Linked DNA regions of Sus scrofa: regions 2, 3 and 4 are each linked to region 1. The links are chromatin contacts, called in public Hi-C and promoter capture Hi-C maps. All regions are on one chromosome and are shown on one strand. Each heading gives the region's core, a stretch centred on a gene start, on an enhancer-like site or on the middle of the called end of the contact. The rest is flanking DNA. Distances are from core to core; before and after follow the strand shown. Region 1 holds the start of PSMG4 (proteasome assembly chaperone 4). Region 2 has its middle 17 kb from the start of RIPK1. Region 3 holds the start of SLC22A23 (solute carrier family 22 member 23). Region 4 holds the start of RIPK1 (receptor-interacting serine/threonine-protein kinase 1).

The links. Promoter capture Hi-C pulls out the DNA fragments that hold promoters and counts their contacts. A called contact is a pair of places that touch in the nucleus more often than the background predicts.
Region 2: a contact with region 1 is called in a Hi-C map of undifferentiated spermatogonia, with 2.2 times the contacts expected there. The contact joins the enhancer-like site here to the promoter of PSMG4 in region 1. A contact is called at or near these places in 2 of 5 promoter capture datasets (fetal liver and liver) and 10 of 47 Hi-C or Micro-C datasets (embryonic fibroblasts, epiblast stem cells, fetal skeletal muscle and 5 more).
Region 3: a Hi-C map of skeletal muscle shows a contact between it and region 1, with 2.6 times the contacts expected there. The contact joins the promoter of SLC22A23 here to the promoter of PSMG4 in region 1. A contact is called at or near these places in 2 of 5 promoter capture datasets (fetal liver and liver) and 6 of 47 Hi-C or Micro-C datasets (liver, psoas muscle and skeletal muscle).
Region 4: a contact with region 1 is called in a promoter capture Hi-C map of liver, with 2.8 times the contacts expected there. The contact joins the promoter of RIPK1 here to the promoter of PSMG4 in region 1. A contact is called at or near these places in 2 of 5 promoter capture datasets (fetal liver and liver), 2 of 47 Hi-C or Micro-C datasets (epiblast stem cells and liver) and 1 of 2 datasets of contacts at active chromatin or transcription factors (alveolar macrophages).

The regions. Positions count from the first base shown.
Region 1 is chr7:1,978,977-1,981,745 of Sscrofa11.1, reverse strand. It overlaps PSMG4 (proteasome assembly chaperone 4), which reads right to left and starts at 1,451. Exons shown (of 3, transcript XM_001927667.5): 1 at 1,205-1,451. The coding sequence starts at 1,378. It overlaps LOC110261762 (a long non-coding RNA gene), which reads left to right and starts at 1,528. Exons shown (of 2, transcript XR_002346234.1): 1 at 1,528-2,002; 2 at 2,745-2,769.
Region 2 is chr7:1,822,396-1,825,164 of Sscrofa11.1, reverse strand. No RefSeq gene overlaps it. Among named protein-coding and RNA genes, the nearest start is that of RIPK1, 17 kb to the left of the region's middle. Within about 2 kb of position 1,429, at least 29 of the 83 cell types and tissues checked have an H3K27ac peak or open chromatin away from gene starts, as enhancers often do. A contact at or near this core is called in embryonic fibroblasts, epiblast stem cells, fetal liver and 1 more, where this site is marked.
Region 3 is chr7:2,130,374-2,133,142 of Sscrofa11.1, reverse strand. SLC22A23 (solute carrier family 22 member 23) reads left to right here and starts at 1,365. Exons shown (of 11, transcript XM_013977405.2): 1 at 1,365-2,066. The coding sequence starts at 1,434.
Region 4 is chr7:1,839,821-1,842,589 of Sscrofa11.1, reverse strand. It overlaps RIPK1 (receptor-interacting serine/threonine-protein kinase 1), which reads right to left and starts at 1,447. Exons shown (of 12, transcript XM_005665537.3): 1 at 44-1,447.

The DNA.
Region 1 (2,769 bases), core at 202-2,701:
GACTGCTGTCTGCAGCCCGTACAGAACCAGCCACAGGGCAGTGCTGAGCCAAGTCCTCCAAAAAGTACCTCCAAGGCCTAACCCCCTGCAGCTGTGCAGGTGACTTTATTAGGAAATGGGGTCTTTGCAGATGTAACTGACATGTAAGTTAAGCTGGACTCATCCAGCAGGACTAGTGTCCTCAGAAAGAGGAAGAGACAGAGGAGATGGCCTGTAACACTGGCAGCAGGACTGGATGACGAGGGTGTCAGCCGAGGACACCAAAGTGCCAGCAGCACTAGAAGCCCAGGAGACGGGCTGACTTACCCCCAGGGCCTCCAGGAGGAACGAGGCATGCAGAGGTTCCCAGGCCAGGTGTGGAACCCTCGCCACAGCTGTGACTACAGCAGATCCTTAACCCCCTAGGCCACCAGGGAACTCCCAATCTCTGTTGTTTTAAGCCACCCAGTCTACTGCACTTTGTTACAGCAGCTCTGAGAAACAGTACAGATACCGAGGAAGGCTTAGCCCAGGTGGCAGGTGAGGGAGGGGAGAAGGGGCTGGATTCTGCATGTTCTGAGGGGATCCCAGGGTGACCCCGAGGGTGGCATGGAGCTGCTGCACCTGAGAGGAGCAGGCTGCTGCAGAAGCAGGGGTGCGGGGAGCTGGGCTCCGAAGGCCCACTCAGAGATGCCTGTTAGACTTTTCATTGAGACACTGGAGTGGAAAGGCAGCAGAGAAGCCTGTGCTGGAAATGAAAGGAAACGTGGGCAACACAGAGCCGGCGTGAAAAAAGGGGTTGGATAGGAGCGTGAGAAGACAGAGGCCCCACGAGGAAGCCCTGAAACTCTAACCAGAGATGGGCGTGGAAGTCGAGCCTAGCGCCCGGACGAAGCTTCCTCGAAGGTAGCGCCGCCCCCCACAGCCCCCGGTCCCTAGGACATCACAGGAAGGGCCTCAGGGAACCCTAGGCCTCCCGCCTCCCTGGCCCAGGAGATCTGGGGACCACGGAATCCGTGGCGTCCCCAGCAGGCCCTCGGTCACTGTTCGGCCCCGACCCCCGCTCCCACCCCTCCCCCGAGTCCCTAGGCCCTCTCCTGCGCCCTCTCCCCTCCCTCCCCGCCCCCTGGGGACCCACCCCCTAAACCCCCCTTCCCTCCCCCTCCCCCGGCGTCCCCACCGGGCCCCTCTCCGCTCCTGCCCCTGGCCCTCCCCTCGCACTCACGTAGCGGGTGCACATGGCCACGGCCAGGTTGCGCAGGTGCGGCGTGGCCCCCACCCACAGGAAGAGCGAGTCCGTCAGCCGCATGACGTGGAAGTGGACGAGCTGCTCCCACAGCCTCGCGGTGAAGTTGTGCAGAGAGACGTCCCCGGCCGCGGCGGCCCGCGGCCCCTCCATGCCGCCCGCCCGGACGCCCGGCCGAACGCGGGGACCAGTTCCCGCCGCCGCCGCCAGACCAGAGCAAGCGAGCGCCGAGAGCGCCTTCGCTTTCGATCCTGGGTCAGGGGCGGGGCCCGAGGGTGGGCGGGGCCAGAGAGTGAGCGAGGCTCTCCGGGGAGGAAGGGCGGGGCCCAGGTGGAGCCGTGGGGACGGGCCAGGAGTGGGCGGGGCAGAGCCAGAGGGGGCGGGGCGGGGCCTACTCGAGAGGGGACGGGTCTTGCCCGCGGGCTCCGCGGCGGATCCAGCCCCGACCGCGCAGAGCCCAGGCCTGACCCGCACTCTGTCTTGCGTTGGACTCGTCCTGGGCTCAGCGGGTCGGCGTCCTCACTGACTGCTGCACAGACGTGCAGGAAAATCTTCCCGAGTGGAGATGCGCCGTCCGGCAAAGCACAGCGCTTTTAGTCGGTGCCGAAAACACTCAGAGCAGCCGCCGCCATCGTACGGGATGGCTAGATTTTCCCAAATCCTGCTGGTCCCGGCAGCCCGGAAACTGCGGGAAGCCTTGAATGCAGCTAGTCGTGAGAATGGCAAAGATACTGGGAAAAGCTCGAGAAAGGACAGTTACCTGGACTGAGTTAAGGGGTGGGTTTCCTCACCTGACCCAAACCCCCGGAGCTGAGGTCCTGTACAAGCACGGGCCTTGCATATGCAAAGTGGGAGTAAGAGCGGGCGCCTCCCAGGGGAGTGGGAAGGATGTGAACGACCACAGGGAGGCAGATGAAGGGGGCCAGTGTCATCCGCTGGGACCTTTAATTGCAGTCACTCTGGGCCACAAGGTTGACATAAGAAGGCCTTCGATGTGCCGAGACAACCTTTGGGGTAAAAGCACACAGCCCCGTTTTTGTCCGATTCTCTTAAGCTGACTTGGGGTTTATGTCAGAACCCTCAGAGTTCTGCTTTTTCAATCTCTAAAAGGGCTAGGTTGATTAAATTGACATTTATGAGGGCAAATATTGTTGAAAGTTTGTTGGCTCGTTATCAATGATTCAGTTACACACCTAATGTTCAGGTCAGCAGTTTTCAACAGCTTTCCTAATGTATAATTAATACACAAGTACACTACTCCAAGGATTCAAATTGAAGTTGTGACACGTGTGTAACCCATGAAACCATCGTTGCAGTCAAGAGAGGGCACGTGGCCATCAGTCCCAGAGGCTTCCTGAAGCCCCTGGTAACCCTTCCTTCCCCTCCTCAAACCCTGAGCTGCTGGTGGTCACTACAGAGTAGTTTGCATTTTCTGGAGTTTTATGTAAATGGAAGATGCCGTATGCACAATTTTTTGTCTGCCTTTCCACTCATCACAGTTATTTTGCGTTTCCTCCAGGTTGTCACGTATGTTGGTCGCTTCT
Region 2 (2,769 bases), core at 180-2,679, 160 kb after region 1:
TGAGTCTTAAAACGGAACTCATCCCCAAGCCTCAAGCCAGGTATTTCTAATTCTAGAGGTGTGCTGGCGGTAAGTCAAATGACAGCCACATTCAGAAAGTTGGTCCACTTCTCTGGCCATTGAAAAATATGTTGGAGTTCCTGTCGTGGCTCAGTGGTTAACAAATCCGACTAGTAAACCATGAGGTTGCAGGTTTGATCCCCGGCCTCGCTCGGTGGGTTAAGGATCCGGCGTTGCTGTGGCTGTGGTGTAGGTCAGCAGCTGCAGCTCCGATTCAACCCCTAGCCTGGGAACCTCCATATGCAGCCGGTGCGGCCCTAAAAAGGACCAAAAAAAAAAAAAAAAAAAAGTTTTGATAAATAATAAATACACGCCGAAGAGGTTGTGGAGGAAAAGGGAACCCTCCTGCACTGCTGTAGGAAACAGTACATTGGTACAACCACCATGGAGAACTGTCTGGGGTTTCCTTAAAAAAGAAAAAGAAAAAGAAAACGTTCCGTCTATCCGTCTCGCATGGACCCCTGGATGTGAACGTGGGACTAAGTTCCCTGTATCATGCAAGCAATTTAAGCCGCAGAATCGGAGGCACACCCTCACTTACCCTCCTGCAGAGTCACACACACCCTTGGCGCTCCTCCTGCCCACCTCAAAGCCCAGCTCTGAGCGCACAGCGGGGGCACCAGGCGGCCTCTGTGCTCGAGCGCCCTCTTCCGGCCCTTCCCTCAGCCGCCCCCTGAGCAAGGGCAGGGGCTGCAATGAATGGGCCTGAACACCTGAGAGGCTGACTTCCTTCCTCCAATCCTTCTCAGAGTGATGGAGCCTTACTGAGGGGAAAACTTCCCTCTGAAAGAGATCCAGGACCCCAGGACCCCCGTCCCAACACCGCTTCCCCACGCCGATCCGCCACACCCGCTCCTCGGCACTGAACGGGCTTGAAGCCCATCAGCGTCCCACTGAATTCACGGACTTGACCCCCAGAGGTCAAGGACGGGGGGGGGGGGGGGAAGGTCTCCGAAGGAACAAGAAATCTCTGAGGGAGAGAGTGCGCAGGCAGGGATGAGGACCGACACCAAACTCTCAGCTTCTCCGCAAGCCGCATTCAGGAGCATCAGCTGAGCTTCCCAGGTGCCAAAGGCCCTGCGAGGCTGCCTGCGGAGAACCGCACGCCAGTGGCTCAAGCCGGTGTCTCGAGCTCAGAGGTCTGACTGTGACGTCACGTGCTGGTCGGACCCCGGGCGGTCGGTCCCGGTGTCTGGACGCCGGAAAAAGTCAGCGGGTCTGAGCAGAGTTCGGTCCCCTCTCTCAAGGAAGACAATGGAAAGGGGGCCCAGAGGGGCCTGCAAGCAACCCCCTCGCTGGTCACATGCTCTGTGCCCCCTTCCCTGCCTGGAAACCCGGCTCTGAGCCTGGAAGGGCCCACGTGGAGCACCAGGCGGGCTCTGTCGCCCTCTCGTGGCCATCGACTCTAACGACGACCCGAAAGATCCCTCCTGCCTCCGGAACAGGCCTGGGGGCTGCAGGGGGCCTGGGAACCTGAAAGCCTGATTTCCTTCCCCCTCTCCCTTTACAGCAATCAGGGGCCTCACGGCGGGGCGGGGTGGGGGGGTCCTCTCTCCTAGTTCCCCAGGGCATGCGATTTTTTGGATCCAACACCACGACATAAACCTATCAGCCAGGAAGTGGGATCAAGACGGTGGAGGAGCAGGCGTGGCGCTCCCCTTCGCCCACGAAACCACGTCTACAGGTAGAACGATTCGCACAGAACATCCGCTGGCCGCTGGCAGAAGACTTCAGACCCCAAAAGGGCAAGAAACCCTCCACATAGGTGGGTAGAAAAAAAAGAGAGAGAGAGAGGAGAAAAACAGCAATCAGGACGGGACCAGCACTCTGGAGGGGGAGCTGTGAAAGAGGAAAGGACCCCCCCCCCCCCGCCAGCCCCGGAAGCCGCCTACCCGACCCGCGGAGATCAGATACATAAAGATCAGAGAGGAAAACAATAAAATAGAAATTAAAAAAAGGAAAAATTAAGGAGTTTCCGTCGTGGCTCAGTGGTTAATGAATCCAACTAGGTACCACGAGGTTGCAAGTTCGATCCCTGGCCTTGCTCAGTGGGTTAAGGATCCAGCGTTGCCGTGAGCTCTGGTGTAGGTTGCAGACGCAGCTCAGATCTGGTGTTGCTGTGGCTGTGGTGTAGACCAGCGGCTACAGCTCCAATTCGACCCCTAGCCTGGGAACCTCCATATGCCGCAGGAGTGGCCCTAGAAAAGGCAAAAAGACAACAAACAAACAAAAAAAAAATAGGAAAAAATAAACACAAGGGTAAAAAAAACTGACAAACCCCTGGGCAGTCTCACCAAGAAGAAGAGAGAGAGAAGCCAAATTAAAAAAATAAGAAATGAGGAGATTCCCTCCGTGGTGCAGCGGTAACGAACCCAACCAGTATCCATGAAGACAGGGGTTTGATCCCTGGCCTGACTCAGTGGGCTAAAGGATCCCGTGTTGTCTTGAGCTGTGGGTAGGTCGCACGCAGACACACTTGGATCCCGTGTTGCTGTGGCTGTGGTGTAGGCTGGCAGTTACAGCTCTGAATCATCCCTTAGCTTGGGAATCTCCATGTGCAGCCATTAAAAAAGAAGAGAGAGAGAGAAAAGAAATGAAAAGGGAAAAATCTCAACAGATACTGCAGAAATGAAAACAAGCATAAAAGAATACTATGAACAATTATATGCCAACAAATGTGACAACCTAAAAGAAATGGACACATTTCTA
Region 3 (2,769 bases), core at 116-2,615, 150 kb before region 1:
TCCTTGCGGAAAGCAGCAGCATTTCTTTCAATCCCCCCCAAACAAGGCTGGAAATGGACTGCTCTACTTCAGATAGGCATTAGTAAACTTCTCAGAATGTCGAGCGTCTGCAACGCTGGGCGAGCCGGGCGAAGAGTGCCGGGCCAGGCCTGGGTGCAAGAGGAAAGAGGCGAACGCGGCCGTTTGCCGCAGGGCCGTGTTGTTTGCACGGCGCCGGCTGGGCACGGTCGGCGCGGAGCGCGGGAGAGGAGGGGAGGCTGGCCTCGGCGAGTGCGCCTGTGCACTCCGCCCCAAGGGCGGCTGCATCTTGGGGAGGGGGTGGGGAACACCGGCTCCGTTCACGGTCACGTACATGTAACTTGGTGCTGGCAACATATCCTTCCAGCCTCAGGCTCAGAATGCCTTTGGGAGCGGGGCAAGAAATGGCGGTTTGGGGGTGGGTGCTGCGGTCGGTGGCGGGGGACCCGCGGCCTGAAATGAGCCATGCGCCTCCTCGGCTCGAAAGTCAACCCTGCCGGCCCCTCGAAAAAGCGCAGGAGGGTCGCTCCGGAACGCTAGCCACCCTTGGGCGCGGGACCGGGCGTGGGGTGCGGGCGTCTGGTGGCGGGCACTTGGGAAGGCAGCCGAGGTCACTGAGCGCCGAGCCTGAGGACCAGCCGGTCCCTCGCTCCGCGCGCGCCGCCCCCTCCGGGCCCCCGGCCCAGGCGGCCGGGCGCGGAGCGGCGCCGGGCGGGGATCCTCGCGTGGGGCCCCGGCCGGGCATCCCGTGTCCCCGCCCCTCCCGGGCTCCCGCGGCGGCGGCGGCGGCGGCGGCCGGAGGGGGCGCTCGCGCGCAGGAGCCGGCGCAGCAGGTGCCGCGGTTACCTCCACCGCGCGGGGGGAGAGGGGGCGGGCCGGGGCGCGGGAGGCGGAGGGAGGCCGGAGAGCAGAGCCGGAGAGCGCGGCCGGCGCGGCACGCTGGCCCCGAGCGCGCGGCTTCCGGGAGGCGCCGGGGTCGGATAAATACATCCCGGCGCGCGGGGAGCGCGGAGTCGCCCGCACCGCCCGCGCCGCGCTCCGCAGGGCTCCGGCCGGCCGGCTCTGGCACAGGCGCGGCGCCCGCTCCTCCTTCTCGCGCGCCGGGCGCGGAGCCGCGGAGAGCGGCGGGCTCGGCCGCCGGCGCCCGGGCCGCTGAGCCGATGAGCGGCGGCGGCTGAGGGCCGCGGCCTCTGCCCGCCCTCCGCCCGGCGCCCGCCGGGGCCGCAGCCGGGGCGCGGGTGGCCGGGCATGGAGGCGCACTGACGCGCGCGGCGGCCGAGCGTCCCTGCGAGCGGCGGGCCCTCCTCGGCGGCGGCGGCGGCGGCGGCGGCGCCGGGCCCGCGCGCTCTGCCCGGAGCCCCGCGGGAGCCTCCGCCGCGCTCTATGCGCCTCTGCGGGCGCCGCGGGCCCGGGCCATGGCGATAGACCGGCGGCGCGAGGCGGCGGGCGGCGGGCCCGGGCGGCTGCCGCCCGCGGCCGAGGAGAACGGCGCCCTGCCGCCCGGGGACGCGGCGGCCTCGGCGCCCCTCGGAGGACGCGCGGGCCCCAGCGGCGGCGGCGACATCCAGCCGCTGCCCGCCCCGCACGCCGCGGGCGGCCCGCACCCGAGCCTCCTGTTGCTGGACTACGACGGGTCGGTGCTGCCCTTCCTCGGGGGCCTGGGCGGCGGCTACCAGAAGACCCTCGTGCTGCTCACCTGGATCCCGGCGCTGTTCATCGGCTTCAGCCAGTTCTCGGACTCCTTCCTCTTGGACCAGCCCAACTTCTGGTGCCGCGGGGCCGGCAGAGACGCCGAGCAGGCTGGGGTCACGGGCGCGGGCCGGTGGGGCGGCGGCGACCTGGCCAACTGGACCAGCCCCCCGACCACCCCCGCCTCCACCGCCGCCTGGGGCACGGCGGGCCCCCTTGGCAACGGCAGCGGCGCGGACGGGGGCGACGCGCCGCCACTGCCGTCCCCTCCGGACAAGGGGGACAACGCCTCCAACTGCGACTGCCACGCGTGGGACTACGGCATCCGCACAGGCCTGGTCCAGAACGTGGTCAGCAAGGTAAGGGCGGCGACCGCCCCGGCCCCCGCGTGCCCCTCCCGAGCGCTGTGTCCTCCGCGGTCCCTCCCCGCGCCCTCGTGCAGACCCAGGACCTGCAGTGCTGCGAGCCCGCGTGGCCACGCACCTCACGTGGGCTTGATCTCCCCCGTCCCTCAAACAGATGTGTTTGCCTGGGTGTGAAGCCAGGCTTAGTTAGGCAGCCCTCCGCGGGGGCGCCGGGGCACCTTAGCCTTCCCTAGTGGGTACCCGAACTCGCGTCCCAGCGCAGACACGGAAGGGGCGCCCCTCCCTCTGCAAAGACTCGAGCTCCCCCGCACGCCCCCCAGCTGTCAGTTCGTTCCGGCAGGGGTGGCCTTGGAGGGCAAGGCCTGATCTGTCACCAGGCGGCCCTGGAGGTCGCGCCTCTCAGGGTCCACGGGCTGGAGCCAAGACCTGGGCTCTGCCCTTTGCCCAGCCAGCTGCCTCCCAGTCTCCCACAAAGAAAGAGCATCCGGGAGAATCGTGCCTCTTCCCAGGTGTTCTTCCTGGAGGGCCTTGCCATCCAGCTCCGGCTTTGGACACAGACCAAAGCCAACTGGCCCCAGTTGTAGCCAGAGAAGCAAACAGCTTGTGAAAACGTTCCTTCCCTGTCCCCCAGCTCGGTCCTCCCCAAAGGCCCGCGTCGTTCACCCTGGACTTTGCCACCCCTGTGTCCCCTCACATG
Region 4 (2,769 bases), core at 198-2,697, 140 kb after region 1:
ACGTATAACTGACCACGACTGTCTCCCTTTCTTTTGCACCTACCTGATGGTTACAAAATGCAGATCAAGCACGAAGTCACTCTACAGGGCCAAGTTCACTCCTGCCTTGATTTCTCCGAGTGTAAAACTTGGGGTAAGAACAGTGGTCTAAAGACCGAAGAACTTCGGCAAAGTTGGTTGAGTGCAAAGGCTTCAGGCTTTGTCCAAGATACACAAGAGCTCTGAGCAAGGAGCTGCCAAACGATCAGCAACAGGCCGAGACAACCAACCACCACGCCTCCGGCGGGGTTTTGTCCACGGCTCAGGGAAGAAGAACTTAGCTCGCCCTCTTCAAAAACTCCGACGAGGTCGTGGAGCGCTTGGTAAGAGCAAACGCCACTGGCCACGGACGAGGCCTCCTGGGGTTACGACATCCTGCCCCTTCGTCGCTGTGGACCCTTCTCTCCCACTTGCCGGCTCCCGGCCGAGGCTACGCGGAAACGCCCCCGTCCCGCGAGCCGCGGCGGCCCCAGGCCCCAGGCGAAGGTCCTTCCGAAGGGCGGTAAGGAGGCCGGGCTCAATGACACCGCCGTGAAACCCCACCTCCCCCACCAGCTCGACAGCGGGAACGGCGTCGGTTGGTTCCAACATCACAGGGGAGGCAGGGCTCCGCCCTCGGACCGCCAGACCGAAACCACCCGCCAGCGGGGAGCCGCCGCGCTGCGGCCAGGTAACCGGCCCGCGCCCGACTTCCGGGAACGCCTGGGCCACGCCCACCCCGCGCGGACCGCCGGCCGACTTCCGGGAAGGCCTGGGCCACGCCCACCGCCAGACCCCGGGAGCGCCGCGGGCCGCGCCCAGCACCCGTCGCCGGACCCGCGTCCCTGGTCCGACCCGCGGAGAACCCCGCCGCCCGGAACGAGGTCGCGGGCCACGCCCACAGCCTGACTTCCGGGAACGCCGACGGCCACGCTCACCACCTGACCGGCCCGCCGCCCCGTCCGTCCGGAACGCGGTCGCCCGCCCGCCGCCCGCGCGCCGGAAGCGGGAGCCCCGCCCTGGGCGGAAGCCGTTCGGGGAACCTGACCGCGGTCCGGGTTCCCAGCGCAGACCCACCGAAGGATTCGCTTTCGCTTCCGCGGGCAGCTTCCCGAGGCCGAGGCGGGGGCCGGGGCCGGGTGGAGGACGAGGCGGCGGGGGCAGTCCAGGATTGCCCCGACGCCCGGCAGCGTCGCCGGCGCGGAGCCTGACGAGGGTCGCCGCGGGCTGAGCCGTCGGCTGCGACACCGGCGGGGCGGCCCCGCGCTCCCCGCCCCCGGCTGCGCGAGCCCGCCGTCCGCCGCCTGCTGCCCCGTGGGTCGGCGCGCTCCGGCCCTCGCGGAGTGGGCCCGCCGGGACCGGCGCTCCAGAAAGCCGATCCGGTGTCCCCGTCGCCTGCGCGCCGACTGAGTGAGCTCGGCCGGAGGAGGGCGTGGACTGCTCGCTCCGCCTTCTGCCCCTGCCCCTGCCCCGGAGGAGGGCGAGCCGAGCGCCCGCCCCGCCGCCGGCCGGGCCTCCTGGACAGCTTTCGGAACCTGGAGTGCGCCCAGCCAGATGTCGCGGCTTTGCTGCGTTTCAGAGCGAGTCCGGAGGCCCGGAGAGGAAGTGCGCGGAGTCTTAGAAACCACTCTTAGAAACCTCCCAGGTGGGGCATGCAGCCCCAGGGGAGTTCTCAGCTCCGCGGGTCAGCGGCGCTGGAACTATAGGCAATTATCATGCTCTCATCTCCCTCACCTGTACAGCGAGGATAATAAAATCTACTCTGGATTTTAGAGTAGAAGAGCAAGGTATTTATTTTGCAGTCTTTTGCAATGATAATTGGGAAGTCTCAAGCAAAATGGGAAATACTTGCTCTAGTGTTACGTTAAAAAGCTTATACACAGCGTGATAACATACTGTAAAACGGTACATACATCAAGAGAATGAGATGCCACAAACTAAGAAAAAGCACATATATTAAAACAGTATTACCCAAAATGAAGTAAAAACCTAAGAAAAGGAACATCGCAGTAAGAAAATGGGCAAAAGATCTGAACAGTCACTTTACCATATAGATGGCATGTGAAAAGATGGTCAATATTAGAAGTCACTAGGAAATTATGAATTTCTTCTTATTCATTTATTTATTTTGGCTGCACTCAAGCAGCATGTGGAAGTTCCTGGGCCTGGGATAGACCCCATGTCATTAAAGCAACCTGAGCCACTGCAGTCACAATGCTGGGCTCTTAACCTGCTGTGCCACGAGAGAACTCCAGAAACTGTGATTTTAAACAGCAATGAGATACCAGTACATCCTATTGACTTAAAATAGACTGCCAACTATTTCTCAAAAAAAAGGTTTATTCATGATCCACAAAGGATTGCATTTCAGGGTCTGCAACTGTAGGAAGCTGTGTGCAAAGCCCCAGCAAAAATGGAGAGGAGGACACTTTTATGGGGACAGAGGAAGTTAGGAGGGCTATAGTTTAAAAAAAAAAAAAGATGCAAATCAAAACTACCATGAGATATCACCTCACACCAGTCAGAATGGCCATCATTAATAAATCCACAAATACCAAGTGCTGGAGGGGCTGTGGAGAAAAGGGAACCCTCCTGCACTGTTGGTGGGAATGTAAACTGGTACAGCCACTATGGAGAACAGTTTGGAGATACCTTAGAAATCTATACATAGAACTTCCATATGACCCTGCAATCCCACTCTTGGGCATCTATCCGGACAAAGCTCTACTTAAAAGAGACACATGCACTTGC